Regions from separate parts of the Mus musculus genome. Here region 2 is linked to region 1. Evidence: chromatin contacts called from public HiChIP or PLAC-seq data. All regions are on one chromosome and are shown on one strand. The core of a region is the stretch at or near the end of the contact, and the rest is flanking DNA. Distances in the headings are between cores, read along the strand shown.

Region 1 (3,779 bases), core at 659-3,158:
AAAGTACTGTAAGGGGCTCAGAAATAATGTCATAAACCTGCTCGGGGGTCTGCGGTGATGCCTCACTGTGCACACAATTATAGACCTAGGCTTAGCACCCTTATAAAAGCTGGGCGTGACACCACGTACCTGAACTCACGTGCTGGGGTGTCAGGGATAGGCAGATCCCCCGGAGTTTTACTGGGCAGCCTTTCTAGACAAAACAAAGCTCCGGGTTCCATGTGAGACCCTGTCCCCCAAAAGAAGATGGAGAACAGTAAAGGAAGACAGCCCTCTGCACACATGCACAGGGCAAGCAGACTCTCATACATTGTACACATGTGAAAGGTAAACACTGCACACATGTGCGGGGGTGAACATTCACACACATACACTGCACATATATTCAGGGGCAAGTTGACCTTTCTCTCTTAAAGGTGAATTCATAGAGTACTCTTATAGGTTAGCTTGTAAACCGGAGACATCAGGAAATGGATATGATTTGTCAGAATCATAGATGCCAGGCTTTGCTTAAACCTATAACTTAATTTTAAAGGAACATGTCAGTGCTGTGTAATAAGCTAAGGCACAATTATGTAAATATGCCTGCAATATAGTATGAGTTATGTAGGTACATGTGGTAATGAAACTGACATTTTATGTCTTTGTTTTATAAATAAGGGCCTGTTTGACATTTAAAGATCTTTTTTAAAGCTAGCAGAAGTATTCCAGAACCTTCCCAAAACACAAAAAAAGCTAAGGACTGAGGCACATCCCAGCAGTAGAGGTGCTTGTCTGGCTAGTACAAAGTCCAGGACTTGACCCCGTGTCATCAGAAAACAAAACACAAATATTAAAAAATTCCATATCCTAGCTGGAGAGATGGCTCAGTGGTTAAGGGCACTGACTACTCTCCCAGAGGTCCTGAGTTCAATTCCAAGCAACCACATGGTGGCTCACAACTGTCTATAATGGGATCCTATGCCCCCTTCTGATGTGTCTGAAGACAGCTACAGTGTACTCATATAAATAAAAATAAATAAATCTTTTTTTTTAAATTCCATGTCCAAAGCAATGTCTTCAGTGCCTTTCCATGAGGGAGTCTTACACAAATTTACAACTGAATATTCATCCTGGCTGTCGGTTGCAACGATGAAGTATCTTAGTATTGCCTTTAACTGAAATTTCTGTTTCAGGGCTCTCTTCTTAATGTCAAAAAGTAATTTCCAGCCTCCAAAGCTAAAGGACAAAACTAAATGGTGAGTTACAGATTACACAGTGCTGAAGATCCGGCAGTCAGTTCAGTACGTTCTAGATGACCACTCCAGGGCTTGCAGGCGTTGAGCCGCATACCCCATTGGTGCATGACTGTCCGTCCCTCTGTGAGCATGTGGCAAGGAGCCAGGTTTATATTCTAGACATCCCTGTCATTCCCAAGCAGCCACTTTCCACTGTGCTGCTGTCTGGGTGAAAGAAACGTGCTGAGGAAGGGACTAGATGTGAATATGTGAAGGTTTGGAAAGTGCGCGTGATGAGACAGTCCATACTGGGAGATTCCAGATTCGAGTAGACTCTGAAGGGCATTATGTGTTATAACCTGAGGGGAACAGCTTCGTCTATGAGCAAGGTCATCTTAGGGTGGTGGCAAGAATGACGGGCAAGCCACGCAGTAGTATGCCTTTCTGTGCTGACACTGGCCCCAAGCTCCTAGCGTTTTAGAACTAGAGGACTTTGTGACAAGAATGCCTTAATATCCACTCAGAAACAGTAAATACTGTATACCAACAGTGAGTTCATGGTCAGATTCCAGAGACACTGGTAACATCAGAGACTCCCGACCAGTCTCCTGCCGTTTCTCGAGTGTCACTTACAAGTCACCACAGGCAGAACAGTGAGGCATCTCTCCGCTGAGATGTGCTGTGTTGTCTTGGCCGGTTACTATGGCAACCTCCTTGGTTCTTAAGCTATTTTCCCCTGGTGGAATCTTGACGCTGTCAGAAAGAAGCCTGTTTGTTATTAGTAATGAAAATAGAATTCTTTCTCTTTTCTTTCTTCTTTTTTTAAATTTATTTGTATGTATGTATGTATGTATGTATTTATTTATTTTTTGCTTCTCCCTCTCCCTGCTTCATCAATGCAGGTAGCAGGGACATCTTTTTGGTTGCTAAAATCATTCATTTTTCTTTGCCCTTTCATTATGAATTCCAGAAATTCTTTTAGAATTTAAATTGTCTTGTATTAGTCTCTCTACTCTCCATGTAATCTAACTCAGTATGGAAATCAAAAGCACTCTGTAAATTAAACAATAAGAAAAGGGCATTTGGCTTTTACAGCACCTTGAAAGAGAACCTTAAACCATGCATTCGACATGGCCTGCCGCCTTCTGTCTGTAGAGCGGTGTTTGAAGTTACCTGTTCCTGTTGCTGTTTAATTACACAGTACTTAGACAAAACAGCTGCACAAATGTACAAGGGCAGACTGTGGTCCATGTTGAGGTTTTGGCCTAAGTAAGAGGAACTAAGAGGCCTAAGGAAAAAGGGGACTTTGTTTCTCACTTTCTAACTATTCCTAAGTTGATTTTATATACTAACGGCAGAAAACTAATACAAGTGAAATATTTTTATACTGTCTCTTTTTATTTGAAGGTCATCGACATTCCATAATTTTGTCAAAATAGCACTAACTAAAAACCCCAAGAAAAGACCAACTGCTGAAAGGCTTCTGACTGTAAGTCACTGGATCCCAGGGTTCTGAGGCTCCCGGCAGCTACGTGTGTCACTAAAACAAAAGTAGACATTGTAAAACTTGGGTTGTTATTCCTCTCAGGGATGAATGCAGGCATCAACCAACGTTCTTTCTGTAAGGGACAAGACTCTACATATTTCTATCTGCATAAATATTTATGGTCTGTACAGTTTCTATCACAACTATTCAGTTTGACACAAAAGTACCCATAGACAGTATACATACATAGGCATAGTTTTAACCCCCAAGAAAACTTTATTTACAAAAGTAGTCAGGACACCAGATTTTGCTGAGGCTACATTTTGAGAATACTCTTCAAAATCTTATCATCTAAGATTAGTTGCTTTCTTAATTTATGCAAATGTATAATATATTCTACATGTATATGTAATGTACAGTAACCTAAGAAAACTCTACGATTTAACTGAATTGAATGGATGTGACTATATAACATGCTTTTTCTTACTGTTTTGAAACATCCCACTGTATTTATTTGTATACCAGGATAATATATAAATGAGCATCATTGTTTAGCTGGTTATAATTTACAGCATAATATAGATTAACTGTACATAGAGAAGTGATTCACATTGTCCTCTCACACCACAAGTGTCCGATGTGGTCATAGGTGGTCATAGGCTATCAATCATAGGTGCTCACAGTGATCATAGGCAATTGATGCCTCCACTTCTGCACTCCCCATGTCTCAATGCAGACTCCCCTGCTCATCTCTTCTTACAAGTTACTGACTTAAAAATCACAAGTAACGTTTTTTTTAACTATAGGTGTGAAGGCTCATTTGTGAAATGTTACTGTGTTTGATTTTTACTTAGCACACTTTTGTTGGGCAGCCAGGCCTGTCTCGGGCGCTCGCGGTTGAGCTGTTGGACAAGGTGAGCAATCCGGACAACCATGCTCCCTACAGTGAGGGCGATGAGGACGACTTGGAGGTAAGAGCAGGAGACCGGCGAAGGCTTGGGGAGGTTTTGAGATTTTTAACGTGTATTCTCTTTATTTCAGTGATTCATTTAATGTTGACTTTATAGACAAGGTAT
Region 2 (3,779 bases), core at 679-3,178, 36 kb before region 1:
AGTTAGTGGCAGACACTGACTTCTTGGAACTGTCCATCCTGTCACTCAACTGCCCTTGAGTGTTGCACAGAACTCTGCCATGCATAACCGGGTAATGGCACCTTTTCCCACCACCCGGAAAATCTCTTCTGTTATCTCATTTTGGATTTATTTCCCCCTTGGAAACCTTTTCTCCAGTGCACTGAGCCTGGGCTGAGAACACCCCCAGGCTTTGTAATGTTCGAGAGTTCATACAACTCTAGTGTATTCTCCCTCTACTTTTGTAGCCCCCCTACCAGGAAAAACTCCCTGAAGACTACAGTACAGGTTCTATTACATCACTAGTACCAGTACCAGTGCCTGGCACACAGTAAGTACTCTGTAGTATTGTGGTATGAATGAACTCGTTAAAAAATAATGTCCTTAAAGAATTGGACATAGGACTTTAAAGCCTGAGGCACAATTAGTTACTTCTTTTGTGTATAAGCCAGCTACTATTCCTTTCTTTAAACCTTGTAGATGCTCTGTTGTTAATTTTTGTAGTGTTATTCCAGTTCTTCCATCTGAGGTCTGGAAACCTGATGACCCTACCGAACACTTTCTGGACACAGAGAACCTTACTGAATATTGAGACTCCTGTTTTCTAGTTATTTTTTTTTTAAAAAATGGAGGAAGTGAAGTCAAAGCCTTCAGTTGGCTTCATAAAGTTTTGTAACCCTAAAAGTATGCAAGAAGAAAGTTACTGTGGAGTAAGATGACTTTATAGATAAATTTATCTTTTTCCATGTAATAATTTGAGTAGCCATCTGGTAAGAATTAACTAAGATGTATAACTATCCTAATTCCATTGTATTGAATTTCTGGGTGCTTACCATGCCTGTCTGCGTATTATACAAATAACTTGCTAATATAGGAACTAATATATTAAGATTTCTTTGTAGAGTGCTGTGGGAATTTATTTCATTTTGTAAGCAGTACAAAATCTTCAAATTCTCTGTGTTAGTTTAAAGCACAGTACACTGGAGGGGAGTGTTGGAGTTTACAATTCAGTATTCCAAAATCCAGTACTGCTTTGGGTTATATTGTGAAATTGCATAGTTAAGTGTCTGGAAGATCACTTGATTTGAATTGAATCTGAAAAGTCTCTGTGTGTGTGAACATGGGCATCCCCCCCCCTGAAAGCCTCTTTGCCTTTCATTATAAAAGAGCCTGGTACTGCTTTCTGTTTTAAAAATTCAGCTGGAAAATTACCGAGTACAAACATTTGCCCATCAGTTCTTTCCTACAGAGACGACAGAAAGCCGTCTCCCAGTGCAAGCTGACATTTGAGTGTCTCTGTCGGTGACGGTTGTAGTTTGTGGCTCTTTGCTTTTACTTTTGTAACTACATATACTCTGGCTTCTACACAGTACAACTGATTTTAAAATACCATTTTTCTGAGTTTCCGTGGTTGTTTTCAAATTTTCCAAAGCTCTGTTTCTTTCTGAGCCACTCTGGGGAGAAAAAAGGAGTCCTTGGGCATAACTTTTTTCACTTTAGTTATTAAGTTGAAATGGTGTGTTTATACTGGTTCCTGCCCGGTCCAAATGAAACTCCACCCCTCAAGCCCCCAAGGCAATCCAGGTATCCAGAAATGAGCACATCTGGGGTATAGGAGCATTCCTGTCGGTAGATAGCAGCCAGCATTCCTCAGAAACTTGTGAAACCGGTTCTCTGCCTCCAGGAGTGATTTCCCTTTTCTCTGGTAGAAGGGATTTATGGCTGGCTACCTGTGGTGTCTATGAACATATCAAAGCCCACACAGGCCTCCTGGCTCCCTCAGCCTCTAGAGCACCCATTACTCATTTCAGTCTTAGCTGGCCAGCATCCTAGCCCTTCTCAGCATCTCCTCCCCTACCCTAAACTCCCTCCAGCTCTGTGCTTTCCTCTCCACTGCTCTTCATTCTCCTCTAACCCGCTGCCCCTCCCATACTCTGCTCTGCTAATCTGCCCTCTCTTGCAGCCTCCCTCTGGCCCACCATGGCCATTCTATTTCTTTGTTGACTGTTTCTCTCTCTCTCTCTCTCTCTCTCTCTCTCTATTTCTTTGTTGACTGTTTCTCTCTCTCTCTCTCTCTCTCTCTCTCTCTCTGTGTGTGTGTGTATGTATGTGTTTCTCTCTTTCTCATCTGTAATAAAAACCTCCCATTAATCATATCAAGGAGCAGCCGTGTCATCAGTTTATACACTAAGAATTGATGTGTCTGAACAGATATATTCTTTAAGTAATAATTCTGGAAAGTGTCTTATCAGATGACTTAATCCTTGTGCATTTTTATAGTTACAAAGTTGATCAGACAGTTACATAGAATGTATTTATCTATCCCTAACCTGTATTCAAGTTCACCTTGTTGCCTTGCGTTTTTGTGGAAGGCCTGTGTGTACCTCCATTTAAATAAAGGTTTGCTCCTGGCGCTGCGCGTGCTTTTTGAAAAGCACATGATGATGTGTTTCCAGTGTTGCAGCCTCTCAGAGAAAACCTTGGCGGCCCCCAGAATCCTCTACACGCCCCCTCTTTATTTCTCTTGCTAACCACTGATAGATAATATCTTTAACTTTGGCCTTTGTTGTGGTTGGTTGGGTTTGGTATGGAGGTTGTGGTTGTGGTTGTAGTTGTTTTCCCATTTCCGAAGCTCTGCCTCTTCCTATCCTGCTCTATTCTGGGTGGGGTTATACCTTATTGTGTTTATACTGATAGCTTCTTCAGGTTGACTTCTTCGGTTTACATTATTTAAGGCTCCTCCATCTGTGCTCATGGCCTGTTGGCTCCTGCCTTTATTACCAGTAGATGCACCACAGTTACCCATTTATCTATTGAGTGACATCATGAATGTCACCTGTCTTATTTTATTATGGATTGGCTGCTATAAACATCAGTGTGCAGAAGTAAGTTTTCGGTTCACTTGGGTACATGCCTAGGAGCAGAGATTGCTGTATCATGTGCTTAGCTCTGTAAGGAACAGACAAATGTGCACTGTCCGTGTCTCTGCGTGTAGACTCTTAAAACTCTGCCTAATCCGAGCCGGCTCAGCACTTAAGGGCACTGGCTCTTCTTCAACAGGGCTTGCAGTTGATTCCCAGAACCCGCATGGCAGCTCGCAGCTACATGTCAGTCCAGCTCCAAGGATCTGAGTCCTTCTCATATCTGTGAGCACCAGGCCTGTGGGTGGTGTAAGCCATATGTGAGGCGAACCCCATGCACAGAAAATAAAAGTAAATCTTTAAAAAAAAAAAAAACAAAACAGAAAACCACCCAACCTAATCCAAAGCCTGGAGGCACACACTGGAAACTGTCAGCATGGTTACCGTAGGAAGGTGACAGAGGAGTACCATGTTGGCTGACATTATAATTTTTTTTTACAGCAAGATCTTACTCTATGATAGTTGTATAGCTTTTTTGCCAATTTTTTTTTTTAGTTTGTGAAAATAAAAGTAACAATGAATCAACAAGAGCAAAACCAAAGTGGTTCAGTCTACTTTCAGTGTTATGTTCCAGTGACAGGAAGTTGGAGTACTGTGTTCTCTGTATTCACAGGTCGGTAGAGCGCCTTCCAAATGTCAGGCTTTCGGACTACACACTTACCCAGCCTTGAGATACCAACAAGACTTGGGATAAGGGCTATCCTGAAGCTAGTTTGTGGCTGGAATTGTGTCAGGCAGTGTCTCCTGTGTTAACCGTGTGTGTCTTACAGCCTTGCCTTAACTTGAGGCTTACCTGCCTTCTGTGGTTATGTGCGACTCTCTAGTGTTCTTGTTGCCCTT

What was found. HiChIP or PLAC-seq counts read pairs in DNA pulled down with a chosen protein or histone mark.
Region 2: a contact with region 1 is called in an H3K27ac HiChIP or PLAC-seq map of embryonic fibroblasts, with 21 read pairs. The contact joins the enhancer-like site here to the promoter of 4931403G20Rik in region 1. A contact is called at or near these places in 1 of 15 datasets of contacts at CTCF or cohesin (the NIH/3T3 cell line), 22 of 484 Hi-C or Micro-C datasets (the HPC-5 cell line, the HPC-7 cell line, LSK cells and 16 more), 6 of 115 datasets of contacts at active chromatin or transcription factors (the HPC-7 cell line, the NIH/3T3 cell line, embryonic fibroblasts and 2 more) and 4 of 9 other capture datasets (adipose tissue, embryonic stem cells, liver and 1 more).

The regions. Positions count from the first base shown.
Region 1 is chr12:69,841,815-69,845,593 of GRCm38.p6, reverse strand. 4931403G20Rik (RIKEN cDNA 4931403G20 gene) reads right to left here and starts at 1,908. Exons shown (of 3, transcript NR_038173.1): 1 at 1,851-1,908; 2 at 130-229. Map4k5 (mitogen-activated protein kinase kinase kinase kinase 5) reads left to right here. Exons shown (of 32, transcript NM_201519.2): 10 at 1,176-1,238; 11 at 2,625-2,706; 12 at 3,558-3,674. It overlaps 4930512B01Rik (RIKEN cDNA 4930512B01 gene), which reads right to left. Exons shown (of 8, transcript NR_033573.1): 8 at 3,714-3,779.
Region 2 is chr12:69,877,405-69,881,183 of GRCm38.p6, reverse strand. The region is part of intron 1 of Map4k5 (mitogen-activated protein kinase kinase kinase kinase 5); the gene reads left to right. Among named protein-coding and RNA genes, the nearest start is that of Atl1, 14 kb to the left of the region's middle. Within about 2 kb of position 1,928, at least 123 of the 459 cell types and tissues checked have an H3K27ac peak or open chromatin away from gene starts, as enhancers often do. A contact at or near this core is called in adipose tissue, embryonic fibroblasts, embryonic stem cells and 5 more, where this site is marked.